2 separate regions of the Zea mays genome follow, and region 1 is linked to region 2. Evidence: chromatin contacts called from public Hi-C data. All regions are on one chromosome and are shown on one strand. Each heading gives the region's core, a stretch centred on a gene start, on an enhancer-like site or on the middle of the called end of the contact. The rest is flanking DNA. Distances are from core to core; before and after follow the strand shown. Region 1 has its middle 97 kb from the start of LOC100272850. Region 2 holds the start of LOC100285059.

Region 1 (4,366 bases), core at 1,356-3,855, 170 kb before region 2:
GTAACCCTTCGATCTGTCAGGGTAGCCAATAAAATGGCAGCTAGTGGTTCTCTCATCTAGCTTTCCCTGTCCAGGATTAAATATTCTAGCTTCTGCTGGACAACCCCATATGTGGAAGTAGTTGAGTGTGGGTTTTCTGCCAGTCCACAACTCATATGGAGTTCTAGTCACTGATTTACTAGGAACTCTATTGAGTATATGCATAGCGGTTTTTAAAGCCTCCATCCGTAGACCCAATGGCAGGTTAGAGTAACTTAGCATACTCCTTACCATATCCATTAGCGTTTTGTTACGCCTTTCAGCAACCCCATTCTGTTGTGGTTCGCCAGGTGTTGAATACTGGGCAACAATACCATTTCCATCATATTTTGCATTGACAAATTCTGTCATTAGAGAGCAAGCATAAGCCTTAGAAGACCCTTTATGATGAGAGGCTACCCTCTCAAGGTATTCCTTGGTAGTCTCACACTCTGGTATGGAACTCTAAAGAGGCTCCTTGATGCTCCTCTTAAGAATAATCATACATTTGTCATTTGATATTTCCCACTTGACCTTGTCGATGCTGTATTGCATCCACCTGTGGTCATAGTTGGGAGTTCCCACTGTGGGCTCTACTGGTTTATCAAACCTCAGTGCGTAATCCATCTCACCCACTGTGGTTATCATATCAATATCCTCCCGCCAAGAATAGTAATTACTACCATCTAGCGGTTTCATCTGAGCAATCTGGCTAATCAGCATGGCGGTATGAGCACCTTTGCAAAATTAAAACAGAAAATATTTAGGACATCTGAAATAAATACTGAATACTAAATCATAGAACATGCATGAATTAAATATTCAATGTTAGTCAAATAATAACCATGTCATATCTATGAAAATTTCTGATCACAAAATTCTAAACCATCGTTGGATGATCTAGAAAACATAAACTTGTATTAAATTATGGTAACAATATCCAATGTTGGTTAAAATATTCAATCACCACAAAATTCTCTGAATTCTAAGCAATTTAAACAATAATCAATCCACGTTGGTTTCATAATTAACTGAAAAATTGCATAAAATATAAATAAAAAAGTACTAAAGTACGCAGCGGAATAAAAATAGTCCGTAAATATAAAAAAGTACTAAAGTACGCAGCGGAATAAAAATAGTCCGTAAATATCTCTGAAATTTTCTACAACTGGAAAAAATATTTCTGTACTTTTCTGAATTTTCTAGCTATTTTCTAATTTCTTCTTCTCTTTCACTAATTCTAATTTCCAGGAAAAAAATCTTTTCTGGCCATTCGGCCGAGCCATGCTGGCGGCCTGGCCGCGGGGGAGGCGCGCCCAGCCGCGCACACAGGCGGCCCAGCCGGCGCTGCCGTGAGAGAGAGAGGCGCGCGCCCAGGCCGCAACCTGGGCCTGGGCCGCCGTTCTGGCCCACGCGCAGGTGGGTGCTTCCAGGCTCATCCTGTGCCCTTGGATCAAATCCAACGGCCAGGAATGCTCGAGCTACTGTAGCTAGGTTTATAAATACCGAGAATGTCGGATGTGGAGGTAACCCTAGCTCATTTCTATTCTCCTCCCTAGCCGCCACTTGACTTCGGCCACTAGAGGGCCATCGTCTCCACATCCGACCGCGCCGCCCTGCTTCTTCCTCTCTGTTTCTATTTTTCTTTCACTTTCTCAACTCACTGTTCCTCTTTCTGTGGCTCACGGCAGTGATGTCGTTCGTCGTATGAGCCATGACAGCCTCTGTGCTCGGCGACGTGGGACCCCGCGGGCTCTCCCGTCGGTAGGCGCGTCCCCTCGGGTGGGCGCGCCACCGTCGGTCGGGCGCCGACGGTGGTCCCTGTGAACGACGAGGTAAAATCCGACCCACTGGATCGTTTCTGTGCCTCTTGTACCCAGATCTAGCCCCAAAATCGAATCCCTCTGTGTGTATGAATGTATATGATGTAATACTTGGGATCGAGTTGAGACGTTTTCTATCGCGGGTTTATATGGACAGTGTTTTGTGCACTAGAATCCAAATCGGATTTTGGGGGAAAACCGTTAGGGTTTTCTATCCCTAATCTGTTCTGCGAGTTCCTATTCTTTATTTAGGGCGTGTTTGGCATGGCTCTGTTCTACCACAGAGCAGCTCTACTCCAAAACTCTGTGTGGAGCAGCTCTGCTCCGGAGTTTAGATTGTTTCTTATAACCGGTGGCAGTGGTGGGTAAATAACTCAAAACTCCATGACTAAGTTGTTTTTTTGGAGTTTTCGGAGCAGCAAAAGAGGCACTTCAAAAAATTGTACCGCAGCTCCAAAAACTCTATAGAGTTTACAACTCTGGAGTTAGAGTGTTTGGCATGCTCTGGCCAGCTCCTCCTTGGAGTTTTGCTCTGGAGCCATACCAAACAGGCCCTTAAACTTGATTCTTGGCCGCGGATACACAGATCCATAGCCCTTAAACAATCTATGTGATTCGATCTGTATACTAGGGTTAGGTAATAAAACCCTAACTCTAGACAAAGATGAACTGTGGCTCTTGAGTTATGAGTATGGCCGAGACCCTATGTATACAGAGTGCTATCCGCGAAGCTCAGCAGGAGGACCAAGGTGGCCAGAATGATGACAAGGATACGCGATAGCTCAGGGGAGCACTCGATCAAGTCTGCCATCAACATCCAGTTTGCAGGACATATATACACGGCTTCAAACGTCCCGAAAGTCATCTGGAAGAGCTAGCTATATGGGCCCGCCACCATGATGCAGTTTCTTCTTCTCTGGCTCCTGCAAGATAGATTACGGTCTGCAGTAAGTCTACAACTTTTGGAGCTGGAAGAACAATCTACATGAAAGGAGCTTGGAAAGCTCCACTCTCGACTCCACCCACCCACTACTTCGTAGAGAAATGTCCTTTCGCTAGAGCTGTGTCTGGACCAGGTAGGTTGCTACCTGGAGCAATCTGTCCGAATCACAGTGGACTGGACAAGCGGAGACGGAGAGCTGGTTTTGCTAGACATCACACATCATCCGCAGGCACGAAACAGGCTCACACACACACTAAGCAAGTCTGATGCCTTTGGTCTATCGGATGCAGAGGCATGCGGTAATAATCTTCCAGAATAGTAGACCTTCCAGACGGTCGTCCATGGAAGAGAGCACCCACAACACATCACACCATCGAAGAGTAGACCTTCCAGACGGTCGGCTTTCTGGTGGACGGCAGCGATGGCAGCGACGGCTGAAAATGGTATTGAAAATAGGAAAGGAGAAAAAGATGAAAAAAATCCCCTATCATATCAAAAGAACTCGCGTGCTCATCAAGGTTAAACGACCTACCTCTGGTTGGCTACCCCACAATCATTTCTCTCTGGCCCAGGGGATTTTTTTTTCTCATTTTAAAATTTACCTTTTTTTGAAAACATATCTGTCGTGACAAAAACTATAAAAGTATGTAAAACTATATTACTGCCGCCCATTGCAGGAAGTAACTTCTACCAATTTTAAAAAAACTCGACCCGTGAGGCCTTATGACGCATGTCAATAAAATCCATGAACTATTCCTATTCCTATATATTATAGCGGGACGCGAAGCTGCAACCCTGTTCGTCCACGCCATCTCTTTGTTTGACACCGCAAGATCGACATCATATATTCACGAATTGGTTTCCTGTCACAGACTCTCAGCGATGCGGGAATTCGAGAACCTTCCAGATGGGCTCCTTCCTCCATAGCTTGCCTCGCGCGGCGGCTCCGCCCGGCCAGCACAACCGCAGTCCTGGTCTTTGGCCTTGGCGGCGCATGCTCCAATTGACAGCGGCACAATGCTCTTACGCCGGTCGCCGCGGGAGCAAATCTGTGCTCTCAGTCTGCATCGGAGACTGACGCGAGTCTTCTAGACGAAGCGAACGGGCGACGGGAAAAAACACGCCCCACGTTGGTCGAAGCCACGTCGGCGACGTCTCCTGTCGTCGCCCAACTGAGCGGTACAGATACATCATACACCAATCCATCCAATCCCTAGGCCTCATACCTTGGAGCAAGCAAAGGGGTCCGGACCCCTATGGCGGCAGTGCTCCACTCCATCAAGCGATGCACAACGTCGTCAATGGAAGACTCCGGTGGCGGTGGCCAGGAGGTCTACGTCGTTCTCGGCATTGGGGACAACATTAGAAGCCACGCTGTCGCGCATCGACGCCATCATCTCCTACGATCCGTCCCCTCGCTCGATCTGCATCCTGTCATATATACCCTATCCCATGCTAAGTCCCTGAAACGACGGTGGCTGTGGTAGTTGGTGACGCTGCACACGCACCTAGGCGACATCAAATGCGAGGTGATCTGCGATCAGGTGCCCCGCACGACGGATAACTTCTTGGCCCTCTGCGC
Region 2 (4,133 bases), core at 212-2,711:
ATGAACAAACAACCTGAAGAATACAATTTGTCTTAGATTTTGGGTAATAGGAAAGAAATTAACATCAGCATCAAGATTTAATATTGGAAGAGAAACATACCCTCCTATCATGCTCTTCTGCAAAATATTCGCGATTGACATCACTCCTTGGAATTGCATCATTGGAATTGATAGAGAGTGCTGTATCTCGGACCTGAACAGGCAGACCATATTCAAGATCCAGCAGGCAGACCTGGCAGACATTCTTTAGCTTGCAACATGTCTGGCAGATCTCAGTCTTCTTGTACCTTGCATCTCGCCCAGGACGCCACCGGAATACAGTAAAAGGACGTGCACAAATTTTGCATTCTTTGTCATATTCAGCTCTTAACTGCAAAGAAAAACAAGAGTCAGTGAATCATATTTACATGAAATACTGAAGCAAATGCAAAATAAGGAGCAACTAAATGGAAAGTTATTCCCATTCATGTATTACACAACACCTATCTGGTACTACATGATGTGTATTGCATATGGCAAAACCAATTGGTTAGCTAGTTTAATTTGTTAGCATTCTAGAAACTAATTTACCCTGGTTATAACTGGCTTAAATCTATCACTCATCTTGCTAATCACACTATGCGCATGGCGAAACCACCTTACTGCACTACTGCTCTTGCAGAATCATCAACAGTGGCTACTTGGGGTGAAATTAATGGAAACCAGGGCTGTTCAGTTCTGAGGCAGAGATTGCCTTTCCTAGCTAGCAAGGGTCTGCCCTACCTCGTGGTTGGAAACAGCCGAATCAGCTCTCCAATGGTAGCATGATATTTTCTTGGCAGCACAAGCCCCAAGAAAAACAAGCCTCCCAAATCAAACAGCTACCTCTTTCCATTTCCTGGCTAAGCAAGGTATGATGAGGAGAAGCAAGCGAACCAAACGGTTTCCAAACCACTACCAGTAATTTAGCATTTTGCAGAGCACAATCCCGAAGCAAGCATCACTGCATCAGACTTCCTCAAAGATCCAATCCCAAGTTTAATAACACATCTATAAGAGACAATTTCACAAAGAAGGCAATATGCCAAAAAAAAAAAACGTGCACAGAATTCGACGCAGCGAAACCTAGACCTAGTTCCCGTCGAGCATAAGAAATCACAGACGAAACCAAATCAAGCGGACCACCGGCCACAAATCGGATAACGACGCCAAAGAGAAGCACACAAATCATTCAGGTAGGGCTAGGGTTTGATGTGTTACCATCCGGACGTAGGGGTTGTCGCCGAGGCATGACTCGCAGATGATGGGGAAGTCCGACCGCTCCCACCCGTCCGCCTGCGCGTCCCGCAGCAGCCGGTGCGCCATCCCCCTCCTCTCCGCCGCCGCCGAGAAGCCGGATGGAACGAAGCCAAGGGGCTGCGGGCAGGCGAGACGAGACGAGACGAGACGTCGAGACCCGAGTGCCGACTCCCGAGTCCGGAGTCCCGACCGATCGTTGACCGAATACCTCGCCCTCGCCTCTAGCTCAAAGTGGTCTCTTATTGGGCCGCACTTTAAAGCACATCTACTACTGCGTGGGTCAGACTGTGCTCCAGGCTTTACGTAAGCGTTTACGTGGGCCTAGGTTTACGTATTTGTTTACGTGGGCCGAGCCCGCGTGGAAAAGACGTGGTTAGTTAATTTTGGCGGCTGTGGCGAGACCATTTCGGCGGTTGAGGCGACACGGCAGAAGTGAGCAAAGCGTTCAGGTGCGGAGCCGCGGAGGGATGGGCGGCAGGAGGGAGGCCATAGAGCGGGAGCTGAAGAAGCTTCGGGCAGAGCGGGAGGAGCTCGACGGCCGGATACGGCTGCTGGAATCGCAGCTCGAGGCAGGGCCTGCGGGATTCAACGGTGCGGCGGCGGGGAAAGGAGTAGGGGACGATGCGTGCGGCGGGAGTGGAGCGTGCCAGAGCCGCGTGGGTAACGAGTTTGCTCCGGACGGTAGCCTCCCGGCGGATATGATCTACCGGTACAGCCGCCACCTCCTTCTCCCGGACTTCGGGGTCGAAGGTCAGTTGTTTAGTTTCACTCGTCACGGCTTGCTGCCTCCAAAGTCTCATTGTTTACTCCTCACTCCGTCCCTCTTGTTCTAACATTTTTAGAGCTAACTAAATTTATATAATAAAATAATAATAATTAGGAAACTAAATAAATATATTTGATTTTTATTAATTATATTTTCATACTACCCCTATTTTATGACATAAATCTTTATGATTATTTATATAATTTTGGCCAAACCTATCATTAATTTTGGTCAAAGTTAAGGTCATTTGACTCTTCAACAAAGTTTTTTAGTGGAATGTATTATAATTTGGAACGGAGGAAGCACTGTCATATAGTTGCTTGTCTCTTCTGCTTCAGATGTGTCATCACAATCGCAGCATATTGCTGGGGAAAACGGTGCAGTTAGCACGCTCGTTTCGGCTGATCCTCTGACCTTTGTCATCTTTCTGGCAGGCCAGCGGAAGCTGTCACAGTCGTCGATTTTAGTTGTTGGGGCTGGAGGTTTGGGCTCTCCCCTGGCATTGTATCTAGCAGCTTGTGGTGTCGGTAATTTTCTTCTCCGCTGTTGATTTTTTTTTTGTGAATTATGAGTATTAAATAAAAAGTAAAGAGTTGAAACGAAGAAAATTAACCGAATTAAATTAAGTTTTCCAGCCATGTACCAATTAGAGGGAAGTGGCTCTGCTTCACCCTCATGGTGAACAGAGAAAATAGTCATTTTCTTGGAAGCGAAAACAGATGGTTGGATTCCTTGGAAAATTAGATCATCTCTTGCCTTCCAAATGCTCCAGTACATAATGATGATAATTTTCATAAAGAAGGGCGTGTTGAGTTGGTTGCTTGAACTGATGAAGACATTCAAAAGGGTTCATGTTTGAACTTGTCTGCATATTAACTAGGTTCCAACAGGCAGAAGCAAATGGACAGAGAATGAGCAAGTGCTGCAAAGATTCTTCAATCTGATTGGTGCAAAAGACACAGTTATAGCTAGGAAGATACATGTTTTCCTTCTCAACAGCTGCCTCATACTCTGCTGTGAAGTTGTGTTGAATGATAGTTTCTCAAGGAAGAAATTATATTCCTTTAATGATAATACAGATTTCTAGATGTGGTCCTTGCCAAAAAAAATATATGTCATATGTGTAAAGTGAATTTGTTGGTGGGCTCTAGTTCACTAATTTGTTGTATTTACTAATGTACCGTTGCTTACAGCTTGTTATCTTATTAGGTCGCTTGGGCATTGTGGATGGTGATGATGTTGAATTGAATAATCTTCATCGACAGGTGAAATAGCTTGGCATGTCTTCTGTCCCTATTATCTAGTGTTCTCAATATTTTCTTTGGATTGTATCTAAACACCGAATCATCAGCGTGATATATTCTTGTTCTTGGTAACTCAATTAGAAGGGGAACATAAATATGCACCCATAAGCTAGCAAATTTGTCATGAAGTGAGAGAGTTCCGCTTGATAAAGGAATTTTGAACATAGCCGATGATCAAAATTGGTTATTTTAATCTGTGGTGGTCATACATATCAATGCTAACCTTGTTTTTTGTTCTCAAATTGTCTCAGATAATTCATAAAGAAGCATATGTTGGACAATCTAAAGTGAAGTCAGCAGCTGATGCTTGCCGGGAGTAAGAAACTATCCTTTTGGCAGTTTTCTCTGATTGATTGCCAACCAAATATATTTGATTCACTATCCCACTATATCACATATGTTGTCTCAAGTCAGGATTAATTCCTCTATCAAAGTAGTAGAGTATCACCATACTCTGAAGCCATGCAATGCTTTGGAGGTTGCACGGAAGTATCCTTACAATATATGCTATGACAGACACAATATTGTTTCCTCAAAGCCAACACTCTTGTTTTCAGCATTAACTAAAATACCCTCAGATATGATATAGTTGTTGATGCAACTGACAACCTTCCTACTAGGTATATGATCAGCGATTGCTGTGTTTTGCTGAACAAGGTAACTTCATTTTTTGTTGTTGTAAACGATGCATGCTATATTTGATATGGAATTCTTGCTCTGCAATGTTAACCTGTTGCCAAGTAAATTTACCAATACGATAGTGTAATAACTTTTTATTGATTCAT

Evidence for each region. Hi-C and Micro-C count contacts between places; a contact is called where the count stands out from the background.
Region 1: a contact with region 2 is called in a Hi-C map of leaf, with 6 times the contacts expected there. The contact joins the enhancer-like site here to the promoter of LOC100285059 in region 2. A contact is called at or near these places in 3 of 25 Hi-C or Micro-C datasets (bundle sheath, leaf and leaf mesophyll).

Annotation. Positions count from the first base shown.
Region 1 is chr9:17,401,575-17,405,940 of Zm-B73-REFERENCE-NAM-5.0, reverse strand. No RefSeq gene overlaps it. Among protein-coding and RNA genes, the nearest start is that of LOC100272850, 97 kb to the right of the region's middle. Within about 2 kb of position 2,605, at least 4 of the 20 cell types and tissues checked have an H3K27ac peak or open chromatin away from gene starts, as enhancers often do. A contact at or near this core is called in bundle sheath, leaf and leaf mesophyll, where this site is marked.
Region 2 is chr9:17,228,416-17,232,548 of Zm-B73-REFERENCE-NAM-5.0, reverse strand. LOC100285059 reads right to left here and starts at 1,461. Exons shown (of 4, transcript NM_001372164.1): 1 at 1,240-1,461; 2 at 101-370. The coding sequence starts at 1,344. LOC103638013 (adenylyltransferase and sulfurtransferase MOCS3-1) reads left to right here and starts at 1,680. Exons shown (of 10, transcript NM_001301626.1): 1 at 1,680-2,028; 2 at 2,479-2,571; 3 at 3,254-3,309; 4 at 3,600-3,664; 5 at 3,969-4,005. The coding sequence starts at 1,746.